Regions from separate parts of the Sus scrofa genome. Here region 2 is linked to region 1. Evidence: chromatin contacts called from public Hi-C data. All regions are on one chromosome and are shown on one strand. The core of a region is the stretch at or near the end of the contact, and the rest is flanking DNA. Distances in the headings are between cores, read along the strand shown. Region 1 has its middle 12 kb from the start of CXXC5. Region 2 overlaps LOC110259504 (a long non-coding RNA gene).

Region 1 (5,348 bases), core at 1,066-3,565:
GCTGGACAGGTTGCCCTGGCAGCCCGAGCACCACCTCGACTGCCCTCACCCCACCCCCTTCCCATGCCGTGTGGCCTCAGCGGTAAGGTGTTGGCACCAAGCCTGGTGCAGCTGAGCAGTGAGGCCAAAAGCCCTGCCATCTCGGGCAAGCATGGTTCCCTCCAACCTAGCAGTTGGGGCCATGGGGAGGGTGTCGCCTACCCTCCTGGGCCTGAGACCAGCTGGGGACAGAGCCGTTTTGGCAACCTCCCTTTCCGCTACTGAAGAGGATCTCTGGCATCCCCGCAGAGTCCTAGCCCCCCCCCATTCCAACCCAGGGGGCTGCTCCTGAGGTCAGACCAGTGGTTCTCAAGTAGGGTTGATTTGGCCTCCCAGGGGACACTGGGCAATGCCTGAAGACATTTTTGGGTGTCATGTCACAACTGCTGCTACTAGCATCTAATGGGGAGAGACGAGGGAAGACGCTCAGCATCTCACAGTGCCCCGGAGAAGGGAATGCATGGCTCCAAATCTCAAGAGTACCGAGGTTGAAAAATCCTGGGAGGAAGTCTCTGACTAATCTGGGAGCCTGGTAAGACGCAGGAGGCGTTCTTCACATGTACACATAGGGGCCAAGGCTCATCGTCTCCCACACCTACAGGCAGAGAAGGTCCTTGTGCCATTCTGGCTTCAAAGGCCCCTTGTGGCCTGAGGAATGTGGTAAGGCCCTGCCTGCCAACCTGCCCACCCACCTACCCCCTGCCTCTGGACTTGTTAGAAAAAGCCCCCATGGAGCGGGCGGTGGCCAGAGTCACCTACCCTGGAGGGGGACTTAGACATACCCTACCTACCAAGTAAGCTCTACTGAACCCTCCCCCCAAGAGGCTTCTGAGACTATGGAAAAGGCAGGGGCTGCCCTGGCCTTCCGGGCCCATCCCCTTGGGCTGGCTGGAAGCTCTGGCCTCCTCCTCCTCATCTCTCCACCCCCTCTCATTGCTATTTAGGAGGCAGCCATGATGGCTCAGCTCCTGTCTCTGGTTTCCTAGGGAGCTCTGCTGAAGCAGCCCAGCCTCCGTGGGTCCATCTGTCAGGGAGGCTGTTCCGCCCCATCGATTGCTGTTCCCAGGGGGCTGTGCTGCTTGAGGGACCCAATGGGGCCGCCAGATAGGAGGGAACCACACTGCTAAGAGGGGGTGGGGGCAGGTTGGCAGCAGGCAGAGAGAAGAAACAAAGCTAGACAGGCATGAGAAATGCAGAGGGCCAGGGGCACCAAGGCAGGAGGCTGGCTGGAGTGACCTCTGAAGCCTGCTGCCACTCTCGGAGTCAGTTCTGCTTTTGCACACACCAAATCCCCACTTGCAAAGACAACAACAGTAAGAGCTGACACATGTTGAGCGAGAACAGCGTGTCCAGTACTGGACTGGGGCTGTGCACACCTCTGCTTTCATCTGAGGCTCACACTCATCCAAAGCAGGTGCTGTAATATTTCTCCACAGGGGAGGAAGAGGACCAGAGAGGTTATAGCACTTGTCAGCAGCCACACAGAGGAACTGGGGAGAGGCTTGGAGGCGGGTCAGCCTGGCCAGCGGCTGTGCCCCAGCCCCAGACACCGCCAGGCCGAGGGGGAGGAGGCGTGTCTCACCAGGCAAGAGGCCCTGCCCGTCCTCCCCATGGAGCCGCCTCCTCCCCTGGGCTCTGTGACATCTGCCCTGCTTCCCGGCCAGCCCCAGACAGCTGCCCAAAGCCACGTCAGCACTTCCACTGGGGAGCCTGGAAACTGGCTCTGGCCCCTGGACCAAGGGGGGCCAGGAGGGACGTGAGTCCCCAACAAGGTGGCCTTGACAGAGGGTGACCCACTCATCTGGGCAGGCACTGGGTCAGCATGAGCATGACCTTGGGTTGGGCCTCTCTGAGCCTCAGTTTCCCCTGTTCAGATGTTGGGGGGAGGGTTGAGAAGGTGCTCAGAGGAGGATGCAGCAGCATCTTGGGGGGACAGGGGCAAACAATCCCTTGCAGCCAGCGTTCTGGGGCCACCCCAGGCGTTCTGCGACCTCTGAGGTCCACTCAGGGCGAGGTGGTCTTGCGGCGGGGCTCAGAGCGGGGAGAGACAGGGTGGGGAGGTGTCTGTGCCGGGCTCAGGCCAGCGCACTGGCTGGCTGGGGCCAGAGATAACCGGCGCCTCCCGGAAAATCATTAGCATCTGTTTGGGCCAAGGCAAAGTTGGCCCGCAGGCGCCTCCGCCCGCCGGAAACAGCCCCCACGCCCCCACCCGAGCGCAGAGGCGCACCGACCTGCCCCCCACCTCCAGGGCCAGCTCAAACTGGTATAGCGACAATATCCACCCACCCAGGGAAGGGGGGGCCTGGGTGCAGGGCTGCAAGCCGGCCGGCGGGGGGTCAGGCCTCGCCGTCGGGCGTCCTGGTGCGGTGCGGGCGGTCCGGTCCGCGCTCCGGGCGATCCAGGCCGGCTTTTGGTGGCGTCCGCGCTGGCGGCAGCCCAGGGAGTGTGTGGAAATGACACCGCCAGGGCGGCGGAGATCCCCCCTCCTGACATTGGCTGGAAAGTGGAGCAGCTCGTCAGGGACAATCAATGGCGATCGATCGCTGCACGGCGCGGGCGGGCGGGCTGGCGGGCGGCGCAGGGGGAGGGGCCGCGGGGCAGGAGCGGGGCGGGGCGGGGCGGGGGGGGGGGGGGCATCCACCGCTGAGGTCAAACAACACGCAGACCCGAAGAGGGACACAGCGGCCCAGTGGGGGTCACACGGACACACAATCTGTACAAGGATAGGCCACTGTCCCCACCAAGGACGCACACTCACCAAAGTTATAGCACACCACCAGGCTGACACAGTTATGACACGAGGTCAAGGGGTCAAACAAATGGTTCCAATGGACACACACAATAGGGTCAGTCACATAACAATACAGTCACACTATCACACAACCAGTCTGCACTACAACCAAAGATCTTACACCAGATACCCACAAAATCACCAAGACACAAAAATGAGTCATAAACTCCACTAGCGGGTCTCAACTACACAACAGAAGGGGGTTACATACTCTGGCTGCAAAACAAAGCCAAAAAGTCACACTGCCAAATGATCTATCAGCACCATCAATGCAAAGAACATTGTCAAGGTGGGTCTTAAAACTCTTAACACCGCAATGGTGCCCCATACTGGCAACACAACAGGGTAGCGAGCCCAGGTATACAACAGGCCCCACACCGCCACAAGCTCAACTTGAGCAACTAAGACACGGATGCAGCTGGATCACATCCCCCAACATGAATATAACATGGCACAATAAACACAGTGGCACAGGCAAATCTCGGGGTTCTAACAGAGCCAAAGGAGCTACTGCAGGTTAGGCACTTGGCACAGGGCAGACACATGGTAAGCACCCAGAATACAGAGGGTACTGGCATCACTTTTAATGTCTGTATACTAGTTAGGTCATATCAATATAATGGTTGTAACTACGTAACAGCAGCACTCTCTCCAGATAGGTCCATTCCTCTCCAGGAACCTGATTCATCCCAGCAGTAAAACTAGCTCTGCCATTACACACACCTGGGAAACACAAGTGTCACAAACAACTCACACTGCTGCACTCACTCAGAGTGGTCACAGACATCACTACCCCTGGTACACTGCCACACCGGCCACATGCTCTGGGACCCTGGTGGGGAAACCACCCCCAGGATTCATCAGGTGCAACTGACCTGGTACAGAGCTACCGGCCCCAATTCCTGCCACCCTCACAAAGTTGTAGAACCACCCACTCAGCAGAGATTGGCTCAGTTTTAACAGGGTCCCAGAACCTTCTACATAAGCTCCCTAAGGACCATCTCTAACCAGTCTCTCTCTCTCCATCCCTCCATTTCTTGTAGAGAAACTGAGGCATCAGTTCTGAAACCCTCAGAAAAGCCCACCCTAGTCCAAATCTAAAGCAGGAAAGAGGGCTGGCTGGCCCCTGACCTCAACCGCTGCCTCCACTCCGTCTCCTAGAGGTGCATGTGTGTGGGAACAAGGCTAAGATCCCTCATTCCTTCAACACACCCCTCTAGGGCACTCGTATGGTTCCAGCGTAGGGCCAGCAGCACCTTGACCCCTCATTTCCTCCTATTAAGGTCTGGGCCCTCCTAGAAGCTTCTAGGATTCCCTTGCATCCGGGGGGCTCCCACTATCCCACTTTCTGAGGGTCCCTCAGAAAAGACTTCAAACATTCCCTCATTTTGCCTGGCTGTGTAACACTGGCTAATTTCCCAACCTTTCTGTGCCTAGATTGTAAAACCTACCTGCTGATCCAAGAGTCCAACACCTCCCTCCTTTCCAGACCTCGTGCAAGCTCACACATGCACAGAGACACTCTTTAGGAGAGCCTGTGACCTGGTACGGGGAAAGCAAGGATCCTGGTCTGTGGGCAGTGCTACCACCACTCAGGTCTCTTCCCTTAGGCAGGGCCAGGAAATAGCTGGGTGAGGTCTGGCCCCCTCCACATCAGCCCCATTCCCAGCTGGCTGGAGGCAGCTCTTCCCAGCAGCCCCCTTCCAGGCTTTTATTTACCAGAAAAGGTAGCTGGGTTTCCCTTCTGTCCCCCCCAAAGAAGTATAGGGACACAAACCTCATTGTGCAGGGACACACAGGCTGGCCAGGCAAGTCCATCTACCTACCCATTCTGTTTTGGGGCACATTTTCGCAGGCCTTGCGCCCAGGTGGCATGTAAGGCATAGGCCCCAAAGGGGCCCAAGACAGCCTATCGCAAGTCCCTGAGTATCCCAGGAGCCGGTCCTGCTCAAAATCCTCTGGCTCAATGTCCCACTACCCATGCTACTTCCTTGAATGCATAAGTACCCGCAGCCACAACCCTTTAATTTGATAAGCCCATTTTCCAGCATGCATTGACTATGGACCAGGCTGTGGGCCACCTACCCATTTAATAGATGAGAAAACCATGCAAAGTAAAGATAAATTAGAATATACAACTGAGCCCTAAAAGTACACACACAAACACACACACACACACACACTGAAAAGTCAAGGGCCTGTGATTCAAATCTGTTTGACTTCTGCTTCTCCAAAAGGCTACACAGCTTAGGCTCACACCCGTATGCATAAGCACTAAGGAATGTTCACGCTCACGATTCTCTCATCCACTCACAAGTTCCTGCACACATAGGAGCCCTCTCCGGCACAAACTCACACACACAAGCAGACATACACTCTCCCACGCCTGCGGCCTGTCAGCCACATTCTCCATGGCTCCCTCCCTGCAACAGGGACAGGAGCAGGCAGGGAGTCCACATTCCCAGGTTCTGCCCTGACCCTGACCCCCTCTATTTCCCACTCAGAACGTACATTCCTC
Region 2 (5,348 bases), core at 727-3,226, 110 kb before region 1:
AGGCAGGGGTCACTGAGGAGCTGCAGGAGGAGGGCACAGGTCTAACCAAAGACGGAGAAGGGAGCCCCGTGTCCACAGAGGAGGAGTGAAGGGAAACGAAAGCAGAAGGGAGGCAAGTCAGACCCTGGGAGGGACTTACAGACCATCCCCAGTCTCACAACTGCCCCAGGTCCCTTTTCATAGCCCGGAAGACTGAGACCCTGAGAGGTACAGACTGGCTCAGCTTTGCCCAGGTCCTCTGACCCGAAATTCCACAACACTAATGAAGTGACTTGACTGCCAAGATTTCCGGGAGATGGGGGAGTGCCCATCACGGCTCAGCAGTAACCAACCCAGCTAGTATCAGTAATGACGCAGGTTCCACTCCTGGCCTCGCTCAGTGGGTTAAGGATCTCGCATTGCCACGAGCTGTGGTGTGGGTCGCAGACACAGCTCAGATCTGGTGTTGCTGTGGCTGTGGCGCAGGCCGGTGGCTGCAGCTCCGATTTGACCCCTAGTCTGGGAACGTCCACATGCCACAGGTGCAACCCTAAAAAAACAAAAACAAAAACAAAAAAAAAAGATATCTGAGAGGAGTTCCCGTTGTGGCTCAGTGGTTAACGAATCTGACTAGGAACCATGAGGTTGCAGGTTCGATCCCTGGCCTCACTCAGTGGGTTAAAGATCCAGTGTTGCCGTGAGCTCTGGTGTAGGTCGCAGACACGGCTCAGATCCCGTGTTGCTGTGGCTCTGGCATAGGCCGGCGGCAACAGCTCCAATTTGACCCCTCGCCTGGGAACCTCCACATGCTGTGGGAGCAGCCCTAGAAAAGGCAAAAAGACAAAAAAAAAAAAAAAAAAAAAGATTTCTGGGAGATGAAAAGGAAAGGAGGAGGAGGAGGCTGAGTTCAAATCCCAACCTGTCTGCACAGGTTTGGTGACACAAAGCAAGTGACTTCACCTCCATGAGGCTTGATTTTCTCACCTGCAAAATGGGCTCACATCCTACCTCACTCACACATGATCACGAGGACTCAGAGATGGGAAAAAGGCAGTGTTAAGCCTGGGGTCTTGCCCCTGGAAGGAGCTCCACAAGTGCGGCGGGCTAAGCCTGTGGTCTGTATTGTCCCCTCACTTCTTTCTTCTCTCTCAGATCTGAGCAAAAGGCCACATCTCTTCCCTGAGTCTAGGGCAGCCCGAGGATAAGGGCTGTGTCTCCACCTTCAGCCGACCATAGACCACCCCTGGGACCAGGTGACCCCTAGTTGGGCTGCTGCTGGGAATGAACCTTCAATAGTGTTATCATTATTTTCATTGTCATGGCCACAGCATCCTCTACGGCTGTAGCCCCATCGGTACCCACCTAGGCTTTTGGCTCTTGCCTGGGGACGCCATCCCTCTCACAGGCCACAAAGGCACACCACGGTTCCCATACAGGGCCCGTGTCGGGGGCCATGCTGCCTTCAACAGCCCCTACTGTCCCCCCTCCCCCCCCCCCGCTTACCACTGCCCCCTCCACGGCACGCTGGCAGCTGGCCTGGAAGCAGAAAGACCCTGAGTCATTCCAATTCCTGCTTCAGGGAGCCAGAGCTGCCAGCCGCCCAGCCAGCCTCTCCAAGGGAGACCCAAGGGGCAGAGCGAGATCCTCCCCTAGCAGCCCAGGGACGGAGCAGGGCAGCAGCCAGATCTGGGAGGGCGGATGGAGGGAGGAGACGCAGGGCTCCAGGGGTTAGGCCCTCACAGAACAAGGAGCAGCAGGAGGAGGTGCCTGCGAGCACCCTTGCGGATCTGGCGCCAGGCCAGGGCGCCCCCACCCTGGAAGAGAGGGTGCCTCACCCAATTTATAGGTAAAGGCTACAGACTCCGAGAGGTCCTGTCCACTGCCAGCAGTCACACAGAGGCACCTGGGAGGCAGGCGCAGGCCACGCCTGCTCAGATGCCCACACCCGCTGCCTCTCGTGTCCGGAGTGGACAGCCAGGCCCAGGGCTTGGGTGAGCAGAGTGGAAGCAGCCAGCAGCCCTGTCCATGCTGACAGATGGCAAGTGGGACCTGCATCCCAGCAGACTGGGGGTGGCGGCCAGGGAGCTGGGCCCACTCCTCAGCAGGGCGGGGCAGAGGGTGCTCCCAGGATTGCACCTTACAGGCTTGGCCTGGCTCGCCCCAAGCTTGCCCTGGGACCTTGGGCAAGGCCTGGCTGCTCTCTGAGCCTCCGTTTCCCCAGCTCCGAGCACCCGCGTACCCGCAAGCAGGTCCGCATCGGGTCTCCGCAGGCACACCCACAGCGCTCAGGGGCAGAGAGGGGTCTGGGCCCAGGCGGCCATCCGGTGCCCACCCATGGGCACACGGGGTCCTCGATGAAGAAACACGGTGTATACAAATAATTAAACGGAAGAATTGGAGTGATTAGGGCAGATGATTATTGTCAAATTATGATTTATCTTGTAGTGGAATTAGTATTCCCCCAAAGGGCCCGGCGTGGCGCGGCGCCCGCCACGGCCCGTGATTAATCGCCGTCTCCAGAAGGTCACCTCCAGCCACTGCAGATTAACTCAGTGGGGAAACTTCTTTCCGTAATTCAAGCTGTTGTTCCCACAACCTGTCATCCGCCGCAGAAAAGGACGATTTCGTCAGGGAGCCCAGGGCGGGGGCCGGCCGCTCCCGGGCCCCTCCCGGCCGCGCTCATGATAAATGGGGCGGCCCGACACGGGTGACCGCGAGGGGGGGGCAGCGTCCGCCGTGGGGTGGGCGGCGGGAGGCAGGAGCAGGGGGAGCGTGGGGGCACCGAGGCGCCGCCAAGCACAAGTAGGCTGTGAGGGGAGAGCGAGCGCGGGCCGTGGCAATTAGGAAGAAAATTGGATTTTTCAGCGTCCAGCGGCAGCTGGGATCTGCGGTGTGCGGCGCAGACACCCCCTTCCCCAACACGCGCAGGCCCCCAGCTCCCTCCAGACGGGGGCGCCCCCGGAGGCATGGATGGAGGATGGGGGGCATCGGTCCTCCTTGGGGAGGGTAGGACGTGCAGGACCAACAGACGGCAAACTAAAAGCCCTGGTCAGGCCTGCGGTGGGGCCCTGCAGAGGCATCCAGTGGAGAGCAGTTGTCCTGCCGCGGTGCCCTTCCCCAGCGGGAGCCGCTGCCAGAGCTCCAGGCTCCCATTCCCCGGGGCTGCGTGCGAATCAGGGCCACCTCGACCAAGTGGCAGCCCAGACCAGGCATGTGGAGACACAGCCCCTCACCCCTGCCTCCTCACCCCAGCCTCTGGCCAGAACTCAGTTCCCCAGTGGGAGAGGGACAGAAAGCACTCATGCCCCCCCCCCCCCCGCCGCCGCCCATCTCAGTTACCTCCCATCCAGGCCGGCTGCCCTAGTGGGCAGGAGGCTTGTGCGGAGCATGCCTGTGCCCACAGTACAGATAAGGAGGCCGCGCTAGGGTGACTTTTGGCCCTGGGTCCCCGGCGCCCTCGCAGCCCTCAGGCTCTGCCCTTTGGGAATTCAGCGGGCTCTCCTGTCCTGCCCCCTGCTCATCCCACCTCCAGAAACACTCACTGTGCCCTATCCTTTCAGGCCCCCGGGCTTGGCATGTTCCTGAAATGTGCATCCTGTCCCCAGCCCTCGTCTCTTCATTCCTCTCAATCGAACGCATTTGTCCCTCCAGGAAGAGACGGTGCCCCCAGGCCCACGGGGAGTTCTGTGTGCTCGCTGCCACCGCCACCGGAACGGGCCCTCTCTAGTGGGCCTCCTACAGCCGTCTGCCCAGTGCCAGCACAGACCCACCACCCAGAAGGCGCCAAGGGCTCAGGGGCCTCCACTCCCCACCCCCGCCTCTAAGAGCCTAGATCCGAGGGTTAGGGGCTAGAGGACAGAGGTGGGGCCCCTAGCGGGCTGGGACCCTTGAGGACCTGCTTTTAGTTGAGAACAGAAACATGTCTTATGTTCTGACAACCGTGTGGTTGTCTCAGAACCTTCTCTGGGCTGAGATATCTAGAGTTGTGAAGACCCAGAACTATTTGGGAGAGAAAATCTATTTCTCTCCCTCTCAGGAGTGGGGGGTAGGGGAACGGCTCCCCCCCCAAACCCCGGGGACCAAACACTGGCATTTCCTTTGGGGGAGAAAGTGGCTTTCCACCCTCTGCCGGGACTGGCGGGCAGACACCCCGCCTCCACCCTAAGTCCTCGGCTGATGGTGATAAGAAATAAGAAAACCTCCCATTTTTATTACATCTTACTTTCAAAATACCCTTTGCTGGGTTGACTCAGTGACTCCAGAGACAAGCAGGGAAAGATTGTTAACCCCAATTTACAGACCAAGATACAGACTGGGGACAAGCAGTCTTGACTTGGCCAAGGCCAAGGGCTTGTAAGCAACAGAGGAGGGAGGATTCTGGTCTCCCTCCCCACCCAGCCGACTCTGGAATCATCCCCACCCCACACAGGCAGCTTCAAACCCTTTACCCCCATCCCTCCCCCAAGGCTCTGGTGGGGTGGCAGAGGGGAGAGGGCCGGGCAGGGACTGCCCCAGGGGAAGGCCCTCTTCCTGGGAGCTCTGGGTCTATCAGCCTGGTTTAAATCTCGATCGCGGCCCTCCGGCTGTGGAAACTTGGGCCCATCACTTTACCTCTCAGGGCCTCTAGCTGCTCATCTGTAAAATGACTTTCAACTGCGCAGGGCTGTTGGCGGCTGGAACAGGATTGGGGCCAAACCTAGCAAACAGTGAGGACTCCCTAAGTGCGAGCCGTGCTTGTCTTTGCTTGTTCTACCATGTTCACCATGCAGGAAGCTGACAGGGCCCCCATTTCCCAGAGGGGAAAACTGAGTCAGCAGGCCTTCCAGCAGGCAGCAGACACCACCAGAAAAACCGTCAGAAGGCCAGGGGAGATGCTGACCTTCTCCTCTCAAGAGCCCTCCCTGGCTCCGTGCCCCGGGGACCCAGCACCACCGCGGAGCCAGAACAATCTGCCAGCCTCTTCTCTAGCCCTCAAACACTGCTGGGCCCTGCCTCTGCCCAAGCTGGTCCCTCCACCCAAAATGCCATCTCTCTGCAAGCTCCACTTGTGTGACCCAAATCTTTCAAGGTTCCGCCTCAAGGCCAGGCCCTCCAGAAAAACCACCTCCAGCCTCCAGCCCCCGAGGGGCCCTGGAGCCACCGGCCACCGCGTCCCTCCACGCGGGTTTCTGAACCGCCTCCCGGGTCGGGTGAGACCCTGGGGGCTCTTGGGCGGGACACACGGTGGGCGCCCCGATCCCGGGGCGGGGGCGAAGAGCGGGGGCGCGGGGCAGGGGGGCGGCGGCCTGCTCCCCCCCCCCCCGCCCACTCCGACTCCCTCCCGCGCGGCGGCCCCGGCTTTGATCCGCTGGCCTCAGCGCCCCAACCTG

What was found. Hi-C and Micro-C count contacts between places; a contact is called where the count stands out from the background.
Region 2: a Hi-C map of omental adipose tissue shows a contact between it and region 1, with 2.9 times the contacts expected there. The contact joins two enhancer-like sites. A contact is called at or near these places in 3 of 5 promoter capture datasets (fetal liver, fetal skeletal muscle and liver), 26 of 47 Hi-C or Micro-C datasets (blood, brain, embryonic fibroblasts and 12 more) and 2 of 2 datasets of contacts at active chromatin or transcription factors (alveolar macrophages and skeletal muscle).

The regions. Positions count from the first base shown.
Region 1 is chr2:141,466,293-141,471,640 of Sscrofa11.1, reverse strand. No RefSeq gene overlaps it. Among named protein-coding and RNA genes, the nearest start is that of CXXC5, 12 kb to the left of the region's middle. Within about 2 kb of position 2,315, at least 61 of the 83 cell types and tissues checked have an H3K27ac peak or open chromatin away from gene starts, as enhancers often do. A contact at or near this core is called in omental adipose tissue, where this site is marked.
Region 2 is chr2:141,572,034-141,577,381 of Sscrofa11.1, reverse strand. The region is part of intron 5 of LOC110259504 (a long non-coding RNA gene); the gene reads right to left. Among named protein-coding and RNA genes, the nearest start is that of PSD2, 17 kb to the left of the region's middle. Within about 2 kb of position 1,976, at least 6 of the 83 cell types and tissues checked have an H3K27ac peak or open chromatin away from gene starts, as enhancers often do. A contact at or near this core is called in omental adipose tissue, where this site is marked.